Regions from separate parts of the Zea mays genome. Here region 1 is linked to region 2. The links are chromatin contacts, called in public Hi-C maps. All regions are on one chromosome and are shown on one strand. Each heading gives the region's core, a stretch centred on a gene start, on an enhancer-like site or on the middle of the called end of the contact. The rest is flanking DNA. Distances are from core to core; before and after follow the strand shown. Region 1 holds the start of LOC103629977 (autophagy-related protein 2). Region 2 holds the start of LOC100286022 (AMP-binding protein).

Region 1 (2,700 bases), core at 9-2,508, 220 kb after region 2:
ATTCGACGAGATTCGCCATCTTTTCCTGTTCTCGCTACTAGGCGAAATCGAAATCCGGTGAATATTTCAAAGAATCCGTTTCAAAATTTGAAATTAAAAAATTTCATAAAAATTAGGAAAAATATGTAAAAAAGACTAGAGGGTCCCCAGAGCTCAAAATATATTTGAAGTTCAAATATCCATCTTTTGACGTGAAAAAATAATTTCGTTTGGACCTGTTAACCTAAAACCCAAACCCATTAAGAAAATGGATACATGTGCTTGCCGAACCCTCCACAACTCCACTCTCTCTGCTCCACTCTCCCTCTCGTGACCAGGTAAGGACCAGGTAACGGAGACATGCAAACCATAAAAATAGGATCCAGTGGATTTGCAGTAGTTGTTTCAGTTTGTTCATTGTTGTTACATTACTTAGAAATTACATAATGTTCATTGTTGTTACATTACTAGTTCCATAAGACTTCATATGTACTTGTATGTTACTATTGTAACCTTCTATAGCTTTGTGTTGCATTGGGATTGCATTTTCTATTTGGATTAATATGTTTTATGTGATCTTGGACATTACATTATTTGTATGTATATATTATTAGGCACCGTGCAACATGATTTTAACAATTTATAAACATATCTTGCCAAATTTTTTAATTTTTTCTAAACCGGCGAAATCCGCCGAGAAAAAAACGAAATTCCCTGACTCAAAACTTGAAATCATAAACCGTTCGAAATCTATGAAATTGGAGGGAAGTTCGCTGATTTTCCGTTCTCAGGTGGCGAGAAACGAGTGAAAGAATGAGACCTGATACGCGCCGACACGAACTTGGGCGGGACGGGTAGAGACTAGGGGCACGTTTGCGACCTTGGCCCGCTGGTCTGGCTGTGCTCGCGGGATGTAACGTATGTGTTTGTGTGGCTTGACTTGTTTTGGAGCTCGGTTCTGTGCGTGCAAAAGTGACTCTTCAACCTGCCTCCTAGGAAACGAAGGCAGGCTCCGTTTTTTGGAGCTCGGATGCCGGTGGCGCAAACCAGCTCCTCGTGGCTGCTTCCAAGAAACAAAAGTGACTTTTAACCTGGCTATCTACATGTGGCAAATATCAGCTCACTTGAACTAGACTTATTTGTTACAATTGCAGAAACAAATATGTTGTATCAGTTAAGACCGGCTAACTTCGGCCTGGTTCACCCGACCCGACTGAGCCGGCCTCGTACGGGTCGCAAACACGCACTAGAGAGCTGCGCCGCGCCGTCACCCGTCATCATCCTAACCGGATTGGACCCCACTTGTCTGGCCCCATCCGACAGTGGCACAGATTTCCTTTGCGCGAGCATAAATAGGCGATTTCCCAGGGTGTGCGATACAAGTATGCGGCAACTCTGACAGTCTGCTCCAGTGCTCCTCCAGGGTCTAATACGAAAAAGCCGACTTGTTATCAATCGAACCAAGCAACTATCGCTTCCGTCGCCGGCGAGCCTCCTTCTCCGCAACCACCGACGCCGCCGCGAAAGGGGAAGCGATGGGGTTCTTGGACGGCTTCCGTCCCGACACGCTGCTAAAGCGCGTCTGCAAGTCGCTGCTCAAGAAGCGGCTGGGGGATCTGATCCTCGGCGACCTGGACCTCGATCAGTTCGACATCCAGCTTGGCCACGGCACGCTGCAGCTCAACGACCTCGCTCTCAACGCTGAGTTCATCAACCGTAAGGTGCGTTTTCTTCCCTCCCGCTTGTGTATTGTTCTCCCCTGTATATTGGAGCCGTCGCATGTGTATTGGAGCCGTCGCAGTCCGCTTTCAATAAGGCGCAGGGGAGGCTAGGTTTTGCGATAGTTTCATCGCCGATTGCCACACCCTGTTTTCTGGATGATCGAGTTTTGGCGTGGGGAAGCCCAGAACTTGGTACTGAAGATAGGAATAGTTGATTTGATTGCCGGGTGGGTTTAGTTGTTTGATTTTAAATTCTGATCATGATTGACCACTATTCGAAGTTTAGTTGGTATTGAGGCAGGGGTTTTGGCTTTTTTATGCTGGAGCTGAAGATTGGTGCCGAAAAGAAGTTGAGCTGTAGAATTTTTTTTGATTAATGTCTGTGTCAATTTTGACTAATCCCATTTTGTTGTTGCATGGTATGCTTCAGTATTTTTTTATTAGGTTAGTTTGTACCTAAAAGTTTACGGAATAGCAACATAATAAGATCTTGGGGGCAGGAGAAGAGGCTATGCACCTTTGTTGTAGTTCATTCATATGAAGCATCTTAAATTGAAATACATTACAATGTAAAGTTTGCACACACTGAAATGCCGAGTGTGGCTAGTGTTATATTCAATTTAGCAGAAAGCATCATGTGACCAGTTAGTCTATGATTTTACTTGCTGTTCTTTGTAGCTTCAATACCCTTTGCTCACTATTTTTTCTTCTAATTTGATTCACTGTTGTACTTAGCACACCACAATCATTTCTTATTTGAATGCCCCCACCAAAAAAAGTTGTGGAACCTGCGGAAGTGAAATTGTTTGCTTCCTGTCTTATAGTGAAATCATCAGTTAATTTTCTGCATTATTTCAGTTATCAGGATCCCCTATTACGCTGAAAGAAGGATCAATAAAATCCTTGCTAGTAAGATTCGCTGCTAGCTGCGAGATTGTTGTTGAAGAATTGGAGCTTGTGCTTTCTCCATCTGTTGCAAGTGAAGTTGATGATGTGCATA
Region 2 (2,754 bases), core at 74-2,573:
AGACCACCAGCCCCGCCGTCTCGGTCAGCCCGTACCCGTGGATGACCTCGAACCCGATGGACTCCGTGCGGTGCAGCACGGCAGCCGGCGGTGGCGCGCCGGCAGTTAGGATGCGCACCTTCCCCGGGAGCGGCCGCCGCACGCCCTCCGGGGCGTTGGCCAGCATGTTGAGCACGACGGGCGCGCCGCAGAGGTGGCTGACGCCGCGGCCCGCGATGGTGGCGTACACCTCGGCGGCGTCGACGCGGCGCAGGCAGACGTTGGTGCCGCCCACCACGGCCATCCCCCATGGGAAGCTCCAGCCGTTGGCGTGGAACATGGGCAGCGTCCACAGGTACGTCGGCTGCGGCGGGACCGCCCATTCAATGAGCGAGTCGAGCGTGATCAAGAAGATCCCGCGGTGGCAGTGCACCACCCCCTTGGGCTCCGACGTCGTGCCGGAGGTGTAGTTGAGTACCATCGGGTCCCACTCGCTGGCCGGCCGAACCCACGCGAACTCCGGGTCGCCCTTCTCGAGAAGCCCCTCGTACGTCAGTGACCCGGGCGGGGCGGCAGGGAGCCCCTTCTCGTGGGGATCCTCGACGGGGATGACGCGCGGTGCCGGGTGCCCCTGCGGGAGCTGCTTCAGCGCGTCTCTGATAAGCGTTAGAGACGCCGGGTCCACGAAGACGAGCTTGGAGCCGGAGTGGCGGAGCAGGACGGCGACCGTGCGCGCGTCCAGGCGCATGTTGATGTTGTTGAGCACGGCGCCGCTCATGGGCACTCCGAACTGCATCTCGTACATGGCCGGCACGTTGGGCAACAGCACGGACACCTACGCCAAGAGGAATGGTTTAACCAAATCAGACTTGTTCATTTCCAGGCGCCAATCCGCGGAGCTGCTGACCGAGGCTTACGATGTCGCCGCGGTTGATGCCGAGAGAGACGAGCGCGGAGGCGAGGCGGAGGCATCGCCGGTGTGTCTGGGACCAGGTGAAGACCGTGTCGTGGTACACGACGGAGTGGCAATCGCCGAAGACGGTGGCCGAGCGCTCCAGGAAGCCAAGCGGCGTCAGCGGGCACGAGTTCGCCGGATTCGCGCCGAGCCTGTCCATTGCCGGCGCGAAGAGGTCTGGCTTGTGCGAACGGAGACGGCCTCGCCGATCTACAACTAGCTCGCACTCTCGAAGAGTGGTCGAGGTGGCTGCGGCGGAAGTGAGACTTTATCTGAATGCAGGCGTTTGGTTGAGTCGGCCAAGATGGGGAAAGAGTACAAGAGCAATCTGGATTTCATTTCTACGGAACAGAGCTAAGTAGGATGCGATTGCAAAGGAAAAGCGATGCTGATTATTCAAGTCAGGTAGGCAGCTACTATTATAGGATAACAGCAGCTGACTGAGACTTCACCGGTTCACCTCGCTGCCCTGTGCTGAATCGATCTGAAGGCTAAGATAAAATGCTTGCACCCTTTACCGGCGGGCACATCCATGCTACCAACTCGCCTATGGACTATCGTTAATTCTTACCTATTATAATGCTATAATACACAATTTTTAATGTCATATCGGTTTTTCTTTTAGAAACTTTTATTTAAAGTGAAGCACGGTATTTTATTAAAAAGAATCAAAACATAAAATTAAGAAAATAAATAAAATAAAAATTATATTGCTTGAAAAACAATAAAAATACGTAACTCATAAAAGTAATTAAAATTGCATTATTTAAAAAAAATAAAATTATATAATTCATAAAAAACTAATTTCTATGGTGCAGATCTTATGTATGCTTCATTAAATGATTTTAGAGCTGATAAAACACCGGACTAGCATGATTGTGACCTCACCTTGAATGAAGGTTGCAAACTATGTCGATGCTTTAGGAGTGATAAGAGGATTATACTACCTCATACTTATCCATATCGTATGATTCTCTAAGCTCATCCTAAATAATTATATTGTGTAAAATAATACATGTACGTTTAATCACACTGTGTACTTGTTGGGAAAAAGAACGACCTAGACTAGCAAGAATATGTAAAAGTAAGCTTTGAGGACCACATATACTCTCTCTATGTTCTTTTATGCTCCCTTATAGCATACAACAAATATTCCCTGCTTTATAGTCTGTATGAGGGGAATGGTCTTTAAAATATCGAGCACCACGGGTCCATGTCATCGACGAGGTACTATCCTTGGTTATACTCATGTCCCTTTACCGTGAAGTTTATATTTGGTACTTCTTCCTCAAGCACGTCAATGAACAATGACGACTTTTTGAGCATGTTGACGTCGTTGTTCGACCTCGCCACCAAAAAAACAATGTCAAATCCACACAAGTATTACGAGGCAAGCGCTTCAAGCATGATGATCGGCTATCCAATGCCCCATCTTGTAAACTATCATCTCCATTCAATGGGACATTTTCTCCACTTTCAATATATGCAAACTATCCTTACTATCATACCAGGAAATCTACTCTCCTCACCCTTAGTTAATAGTCGTCTAAGATCGTCAATAGTGGGACGATGACTATACTCTTCACCAAAACATGAAATAACATCTCTATGAAAATATTTGAAGCACTATAAGATCGAGCTTTTCTCCATTTTGGTGTACTCATCAATGGTGTTAGCAACACTACCGTAGGCGAGCCTGTGTAGGGCAGCGATGCAGTCTTTGGTGAGGGTTTGTTATGGTTGAGTGGATCGGTTCTAAGAGTAAAGTAGGGAATGCTCACCCAACTTTTGCATGATTTAAACAAAAAGACTCCTTCGGA

Evidence for each region. Hi-C and Micro-C count contacts between places; a contact is called where the count stands out from the background.
Region 1: a Hi-C map of bundle sheath shows a contact between it and region 2, with 2.6 times the contacts expected there. The contact joins the promoter of LOC103629977 here to the promoter of LOC100286022 in region 2. A contact is called at or near these places in 5 of 25 Hi-C or Micro-C datasets (bundle sheath, endosperm, leaf and 1 more).

The regions. Positions count from the first base shown.
Region 1 is chr6:127,914,202-127,916,901 of Zm-B73-REFERENCE-NAM-5.0, forward strand. It overlaps LOC103629977 (autophagy-related protein 2), which reads left to right and starts at 1,259. Exons shown (of 13, transcript XM_008651078.4): 1 at 1,259-1,700; 2 at 2,559-2,700. The coding sequence starts at 1,515.
Region 2 is chr6:127,694,363-127,697,116 of Zm-B73-REFERENCE-NAM-5.0, forward strand. It overlaps LOC100286022 (AMP-binding protein), which reads right to left and starts at 1,324. Exons shown (of 2, transcript NM_001158910.2): 1 at 897-1,324; 2 at 1-814. The coding sequence starts at 1,094.